Regions from separate parts of the Macaca fascicularis genome. Here region 2 is linked to region 1. A link is a contact called in public Hi-C data. All regions are on one chromosome and are shown on one strand. Each heading gives the region's core, a stretch centred on a gene start, on an enhancer-like site or on the middle of the called end of the contact. The rest is flanking DNA. Distances are from core to core; before and after follow the strand shown. Region 1 holds the start of GGCX (gamma-glutamyl carboxylase). Region 2 holds the start of CAPG (capping actin protein, gelsolin like).

Region 1 (3,669 bases), core at 633-3,132:
CACACCATTGCACTCCAGCCTGGGCAACAAGATCGAAACTCCATCTCAAAAAAAAAGAAAGAAAAGAAAAGAAAAGAGCTCTAGGAGTTCTTCTCAACCTTTTCTGCTTCCTGGCACACCCCGAAAACTGTTGCATTTCGTCAACACCCTGGGAATAAACAGAAGGGGCTACTCAGATCAGGAAGCCAGCTTGAGATAAGGCAGGGTTTCTCAACCTCAGGACTAGTCACATTTTGTGCTGGTTAATTATTTATTGAGAGGGATTGTCCAACGCACTACAGGACATTTAGGAGCATCCCTAACCTCTATACAGATGCCAGCAGTCACCTATTCTTCCTCCCCCAAGTTGTGACAACTAAAAATGTCTCTAAACATTGCCAAACGTCTCCCAAAGAGCAAAACTGCCTCCAGTTGAGAACTACTGGGCTAAGGGGACTAATATCTCCGCACATCTGTAAACCATTCCAAGCACACCACGCTGCCGCCTCAGTTAAGAAGCTCTCGATTAGAGAGTCACAGCCAAAATGTATGGCCCCGGTGACCCCCTGCTCTGTTTCTCTGAGTCCTCTGGGCAACCTCATGCCACAAGCAAAATGGGTCACTGCTGCCTGGCCTCTAAATATCATATAGCCTCAGATCAAAGCATTTCTAGCTGGGCTCGGTGGCTCATGCCTTTAATCCCAGCACTTTGGGAGGCTGATGCGGGTGGATCACCTGAAGTCAGGAGTTTGAGACCAGCCTGGCCAACATGGTGAAACCCTGTCTCTACTAAAAATACAAAAATAAAATAAAATAAAAAATTAGCCGGGTGTGGTGGGCGCCTGTAATCCCAGCTACTTGGGAGGCTGAGGCAGGAGAATCGCTTGAACCCGGGTGGCGGAGGTTACAGTGAGCCAAGATCGCACCATGGCACTCCAGAATGGGCAACAAGAACGAAAGTCCGTCTAAGAAAAAGAAATAAGAAAAAAAGCATTTCTGACCACCAAGTAAATCCTAACTGGAGGAGGCAAAGTAGGTTTAATCCTAAACTTCGAGAAGACCTCTTCTTTTATACCAATATCTTCAGCTCTGAGGAAAAGGGAGCTAAGTCTACTTGCAACCAAAAAAATTGACGATTGTCATTCTCCCACTCCCAACCAAACTGCTCCCACCCATAAACTAGACTCACCAAAAAGAAAACGAAAGACAGCCAGGCTTGCAGGGTCCGTTGGTCGATTCAGCAAGGTCACCAGCCTCCGCCAGCTGGACAAATCTGTCCACTCAAAACCCAAGAGTTTCCCCATTCGGCTGCCCTGCCTGGGCCCTGAGATCAGTTCAGCCTTGTCTTTCTGTACTTTATCTGCAACCAATAATTGGAGAAAATGTGTGCGCGGGGGTGGGCTCCACCTCAAATCACAGAAATCACAGCACCAACGGCCCAGAGCTTCCGCCCACCCGGGTTGGCTCAATAAGGTTGCCTCAATGATCTGACTATAGGAAACATCCCTGCAGTGCAGCCCCTTCTCCAAGATACCCCAGTGTCCCAAAACCCCTCAGACTACAGCCCCCTAATAGCAAAGTGTTCCCGAATATCATCATCGTCCAGAAGCCGCAGGCTGCAAATGTCTCACAGCACGCCACGCCCCCTTCCCCACGGAGGCCCCCCCCCCCCTCACCAGGAGACACTGGGCGTCCTCCCTCCCCCGCCCCTCTGAGACCAGTGCTCCTCGGAACTCTCCGCCGGAGGCCGGGGTCCTAAGCCTACCTAAGCTGGGCGAAGTCCGCGCCGACCGGACAGACACCGCCATTGCTCCGTGGAGGAGGAAGGTGGGTCACAGCAGCCGCTTCTGAACAGAAGCCGCCAGGAAAATTTGCTGCCCTAGGCTCCGCCTCCCGACGCGTCAGCAGCTGTGCGGCCGGGCGCAAAGCGCCAGCACTGTCGTAAATACTACCCCCGACCGGCGGCGCCGGATTCCTTGCTTGGCGGCAGGGGGTGGAACGAGGAGCCTTGGGGCGGGGCAAAGATACCCCCTAGTGCAGTTGGGCTCCAGGCGCACTGCTAGACTGGCATCTTATGCCTTCCGAGAGGCGTCTTCTTTTTAAACACTGAAAAGAGTCTGAGTTCCCCAACCTCCTTGGGTCCTCCCCGACACCATTAGTCCTCTCCGTCGCTCCGTCCGTGCAGTGCTCTCTGGTGTGAGGGATCGGGCGCAAAGGGCAAACTTTTTGTCAGAGATTGACGCCCAATTGAGGATGCACCTGGAAGGGCTGCCCCGGTTTTGAGCTATTGCAAGACCCCTTCACTTTATTTTCCAGGACCTGCAAAGAACCGAGGTTTCAAAGCAGTAGGTAATCCCAGCAGTTTGGAAGGCCAAGGCGGTAGGATCCATAAAGAACAACAACAACAACAAAAAGGCAACAACATAAACAGAAAAACCACTGAAAAAAAAACTGTGTGTGTGTCGCGCGCTCCTGTGGTTTCAGCTACTCGGGAGGCTGAGGTGGGAGGTTCGCTTGAGCCCAGGAGTTCGAAGCTGCAGCGAGCTGTGATCGCACCACTGCACTCCAGCCTGGGCGACAGAGTGAGACCCTGTCTAAAAAAAAAAAAAAACACACAGGTGCAGCAGCTCACGCCTGTAATCCCAGCAGTTTGAGAGGCCGAAGCGGGCAGATCATGAGGTCAGGAGTTCGAGACCAGCCTGGCCAACATGGTGAAACCCCGTCTCTACTAAAAATATGAAAGTTATCCGGGCATGGTGGCGCGCGCCTGTAATCTTAGCTACTCGGGAGGCTGAAGCAGGAGAATCACTTGAACCCAGGAGGCGGAGGTTGCAGTGAGCCAAGATTGCACCACTGCATTCCAGCCTGGGCGACAGAGTGAGACTCCGTCTCAAAAAATAAACAAAAAGCGAAAAAGAAAGAGAAAGGAAAGAAAAGGCGGGAAGAAAAGAAAGAAGGAAAATAAAAAGCAGCCGGGGAAACAGGAACAACATAACCGAAGAGGGGATACAGAGCAAGGGCAGTAAGTAGAGTGTGGCCCATCAGAGAAGGTTCTCAGGCGAGTCTGGAACAGAATTGTAATACCTAAATCTCTCCACTGGGATTAGCCATCAGGAAAAGAATAAGGCATCCCAGGCCGGGCGCGGTGGCTCAAGCCTGTAATTCCAGCACTTTGGGAGGCCGAGACGGGTGGATCACGAGGTCAGAAGATCGAGACCATTCTGGCGAACACGGTGAAACCCCGTCTCTACTAAAAAATACAAAAACTAGCCGGGCGAGATGGCGGGCGCCTGTAGTCCCAGTTACTTGGGAGGCTGAGGCAGGAGAATGGCGTAAACCCGGGAGGCGGAGCTTGCAGTGAGCTGAGATCCGGCCACTGCACTCCAGCCCGGGCGACAGAGCGAGACTCCGTCTCAAAAAAAAAAAAAAAAAAAAGAATAAGGCATCCCAGAGAAGTAGTTCTCAAACTGTTGGGTCTTGGGAACCATTTACAGTGTTAGAAATTATAGAAGATCCTAAAAGCTTTGTTTACGTGGATTATATCTTTTAATATTTGCCGTATTAGAAATTTTTTGGGAGGACGAGGCAGGTGGATCACGAGGTCGGGAGATCGAGACCATCCTGGGTAACACGGTGAAACCCCGTCTCTACTAAAAATACAAAAAATTAGCCGGGCATGGTGGCAGGTGC
Region 2 (3,669 bases), core at 811-3,310, 140 kb before region 1:
GTCTGCCCGTCTCGGCCTCCCAAAATGCTAGGATTACAGGCGTGAGCCACTGCGCCCGGCCATACCCTCCCTTTTAAGGCGAGGCTCTTGAAGGCCCAGACCTTTTCTCCAGTGCTTTGAGGTCTGATCCTGATGATAGTAACACCTCACTCATACTATGGACTTTACAGTTCACAAAACACCCTCCTCACCCCCTCCCAAACTCGGTTTATTTTTGTCATTAAAGGAGAGTTGAAGGCCAGGGTGGACCACAGGTTTTCCTGGTCACAAGAGACTTCCTCCCTCCCTGGGCTCCCCTCTGTAGTGGTGCCAAATAAAAATTTGATCCGTCAAGCCTGTGGTAACCAGCGCTAATATGCACAGCCAGTCCTGGGCAGGCCTGTTCATTATTGTGAAACACTACTGATTGCACACTCTTACATCGAAAGGGCCCAGGACCTCGCCTGGCCCAGCCTTGCCTGCCAGGTCTGGGCTGGGTCTCTCAGTCCAAATTCTCACAAGAGGGCCGACTCAGGCCAGAGCGCGCCCCTCTTTGTGCCTCAGTTTGCCCACCTAGAGGTTAGTCCCGCAGGCGTGGCGGGTACATCTCAGGATCGGCAGAAAGTGCCACTGGGAGGCCAGCCGGAGTCGCGGGCCTTGCGCCGGGCCCACTGTCCAGATCCAGGGCTCACGAGAAAAACGAGGACTCAGGAGAGGGGCACGCCCGGCCAGGGCCCTAGAACCCTACGAACTACAAATCCCAGCAGACAGTGGGCCGCGGGGCGGGGTCTCGGAAGTTGCGGCCTGCGGTGCCTTTGCTGAGCCCAGGTCCGGAAGGCCTTCGGGGACTGGAGAACCACAACAGACCGGACACACACACACAGTCTCTCACACACACCGTCACACACACACGCTCGCGCGCGACGGGGAGCACAACAAACCCCCCCCCGGACACACACAGTCAACACAACAGACCCCCCCCCACCCGGACACACACACACACACACACACACACACACGCACGCACGCACGCACGCACGCACGCACGCGCGCACATACACACACACACACACACACACGCGCGCGCGCGCGCCCGCGCGTTCTGGCCGTACCCCTACAAACTACAAATCCCGGCAGGCAGCGGGACGTGGGGCGGGGCCTTGGGTGCTGATCCGGACGCAAAGATTGTACCAGGCAGGGTGGGGTTCCGGTGGCTGGGTGGAGGCTCTCCTGCTGGGGAGGAGATGGCCTTCTCTTCTCACAAACCCAGCTCCCCACCCCTGCACGCGCCGCTCTGCTCTGGAGTCGCTGGTCCGAGCCCTCCTTCTCTGCGAACCTGAGCCCCGCCGTGTCCTCCCTACGAGGTTGGGGCCGTGGGAGAAGAAGATGGTGGGTAGGGGGTTGGGCCCACAAGCTAGTAGGGACGCAGAGTGGCCTCCTGAACCCTTCCTCCATCGCCTAGAGCAAACTCCCATTCCTGGAGGTAGGAGCAGCCCAGACCCTGAGACTGAACTAGGTCCGTTAGGGTCCCTGTGTGGCCTGCAGGACTCATGGAGAAGCCCCCGGAAGGCCTGGGTCCTCCAAGTCAGGGATGTAGGTTCCAGGGTGTTCAGGCCGCGGTATCTGACCATCGTCGGCGCCCTGCGCCCAGGCATCAATTTTGCATGGCAGAGTCAAGGTGAAGTTAGGAGGCTGCCCGGAGGTAATAACCAGGTCACTCGCATTCACCATGCTCTCTCTCAAAGCACTCTCCTCACACCTCAGGGTCAAAAGTCAGAACTCTTGTCCTAACTTCCCAGGTTGCCCAAGGAGCTTCTGAGGCGCTACAGAAGGGACTTACCCAGACCCTTCAGTGCAAGCCAGGAACTCAGGGTCCGGCCTGCTCGGTGGGATGAGCTGTGCTGAGGCCCTACTTCATCCACCCTCCTGGGCCAGGGCGGCCTCTTTCCAGAGGCCTCTTCTCAGCTGATTTCTGGCTCCCAAGTGGGAGACTCAGGTTACACCTGTATCGGGAGCAGTGACACCACAGTGGCCAGCAACTCATTGGACTTTCTGTCTCCAACTCCATTTTCAGCTTTTACACTTCCTGATCTCGGCATATACTGCTACATCCTGGATCATCAAGGAAGGAGGAAAATACTTAGTCAATGAAGGTTTAGCCATGACCTTGTGTGTCGGTGAGATGTCATTCTTGTGTGATTAGGTCTAGGCGACCTACTTCCTAGAAATACTTCATTTAATCTCTAAACAACCTAGAAACAGCTCCAGAAGGGATATTCAAAGTAGATTGCCCAGACTCTCTTGATAGCAGATGTGGGGTTCATATTAACTGGTCGAGTGGTCTCTAAGCATGCCCATTTCTGCTTGGGAAGTTCTCAAAGGTTCGGTTTTCTGAGTGTTTCTGTTACAACAGTCAGCCTTTTGTTGAGTAGCTCTTCTGCCCCTAGAGACGAGAGATAGGTACCATAGAAACTTGGAGACAGCTATTGACTAAGCCCCTGGACTCTTTAATAAGAGTGCATTCTCTCTTTTTTTTGAGACGGAGTCTCGCTCTGTCGCCCAGGCTGAAGTGCAGTGGTGCAATCTCGGTCCACTGCAACCTCTGCTGCCTAGCTTAAGTGGTTTTCCTGCCTCAGCCTCCCAAATAGCTGAGATTATGGAATTACAGATGCACACCACCATGCCTGGCTAAATTTTATATTTTTAGTAGAGATGGGGTTTCACCATGTTGGCCAGGCTGGTCTCGAACTCCTGACCTTAGGTGACCAGCCCACTTCAGCCTCCCAAAGTGCTGGGATTACAGGCATGAGCCACTGCACCTGGCCTGAGCCCATTCTCTTATTATTAGAAATCTTATCATCAGAATGTGAGCTTCTGCATTCCAAGGCTTAGCACCAGACCCCCAAGTCAGTAATGACCCTTGGGACACGCAGTGTGCCAAAAGCCGTTTAATGCCCATTCCTGCCCCCTAAAGATCCAATCAGCAAATCAGCAGGGTACAGTTAAAGTCACAGAGCAGTATTGTTAGGTCATTACAGGGAATGTGGCTAAGGAAGGGCAAAGCCCAGCAAAAGTTGGGTTCTTTCACTCCACGGGCCTTGCCTTTATTTACCTTCCTGATGACTAAAGCCTGGTCCTCCAGGCCTTGCCTCTTCCACGGTCAGCCTCTGGGCCCAGGAAATGAGCGACAGGCTGCCATGCCCCTCCTCGCCACCAGGGGTCGCCCTCTCCCATGGCATGACTGCTCAGGTCCCCACAGTGGCCCGGGAGGGGGTGAGGGGACTGTGGCTTTGGCTCTGTGTACATCGTATGGCCTTGGCCAACATCCATTCTTCTTTGGCCTCGGCTTTTCTGTTGGTAAAAGGGAGGGGGGGTGATCTCAGGACCCTCCAGGACCATCAAGGAAGGAGGTGGGGTTGGAGATGTCGGGGAGACACCATGTCCAGTCTCTCCTAAAGGGGAGGGTAGAAGAGTGGCTGGGAACAGGAGAAGCTTGGCTCCCGGGCTCTGTGCTGAAGAAGGAAGCCTAAGCAGGGCCATGTTACATTTGGTGGAGGAGGGAGAGGGTAGGGGAGGAACAGACGATGGCTGCTCCCGCTAAGGAAGGCAAATAGAGGAAAGGACCCAGTGGGGTGGGGAAGGTCGGCCAGAGGTATCCAGAGAACCAGAGAAGGTGAGTGTGAGGGAGTC

What was found. A called contact is a pair of places that touch in the nucleus more often than the background predicts.
Region 2: a Hi-C map of liver shows a contact between it and region 1, with 4 times the contacts expected there. The contact joins the promoter of CAPG here to the promoter of GGCX in region 1. A contact is called at or near these places in 2 of 2 Hi-C or Micro-C datasets (liver and skeletal muscle).

What each region holds. Positions count from the first base shown.
Region 1 is chr13:36,026,952-36,030,620 of T2T-MFA8v1.1, reverse strand. GGCX (gamma-glutamyl carboxylase) reads right to left here and starts at 1,882. Exons shown (of 14, transcript XR_012422110.1): 1 at 1,745-1,882; 2 at 1,169-1,339.
Region 2 is chr13:36,167,873-36,171,541 of T2T-MFA8v1.1, reverse strand. It overlaps CAPG (capping actin protein, gelsolin like), which reads right to left and starts at 2,060. Exons shown (of 10, transcript XM_015433475.3): 1 at 1,820-2,060. SH2D6 (SH2 domain containing 6) reads left to right here and starts at 1,167. Exons shown (of 15, transcript XM_074011432.1): 1 at 1,167-1,343; 2 at 2,054-2,156.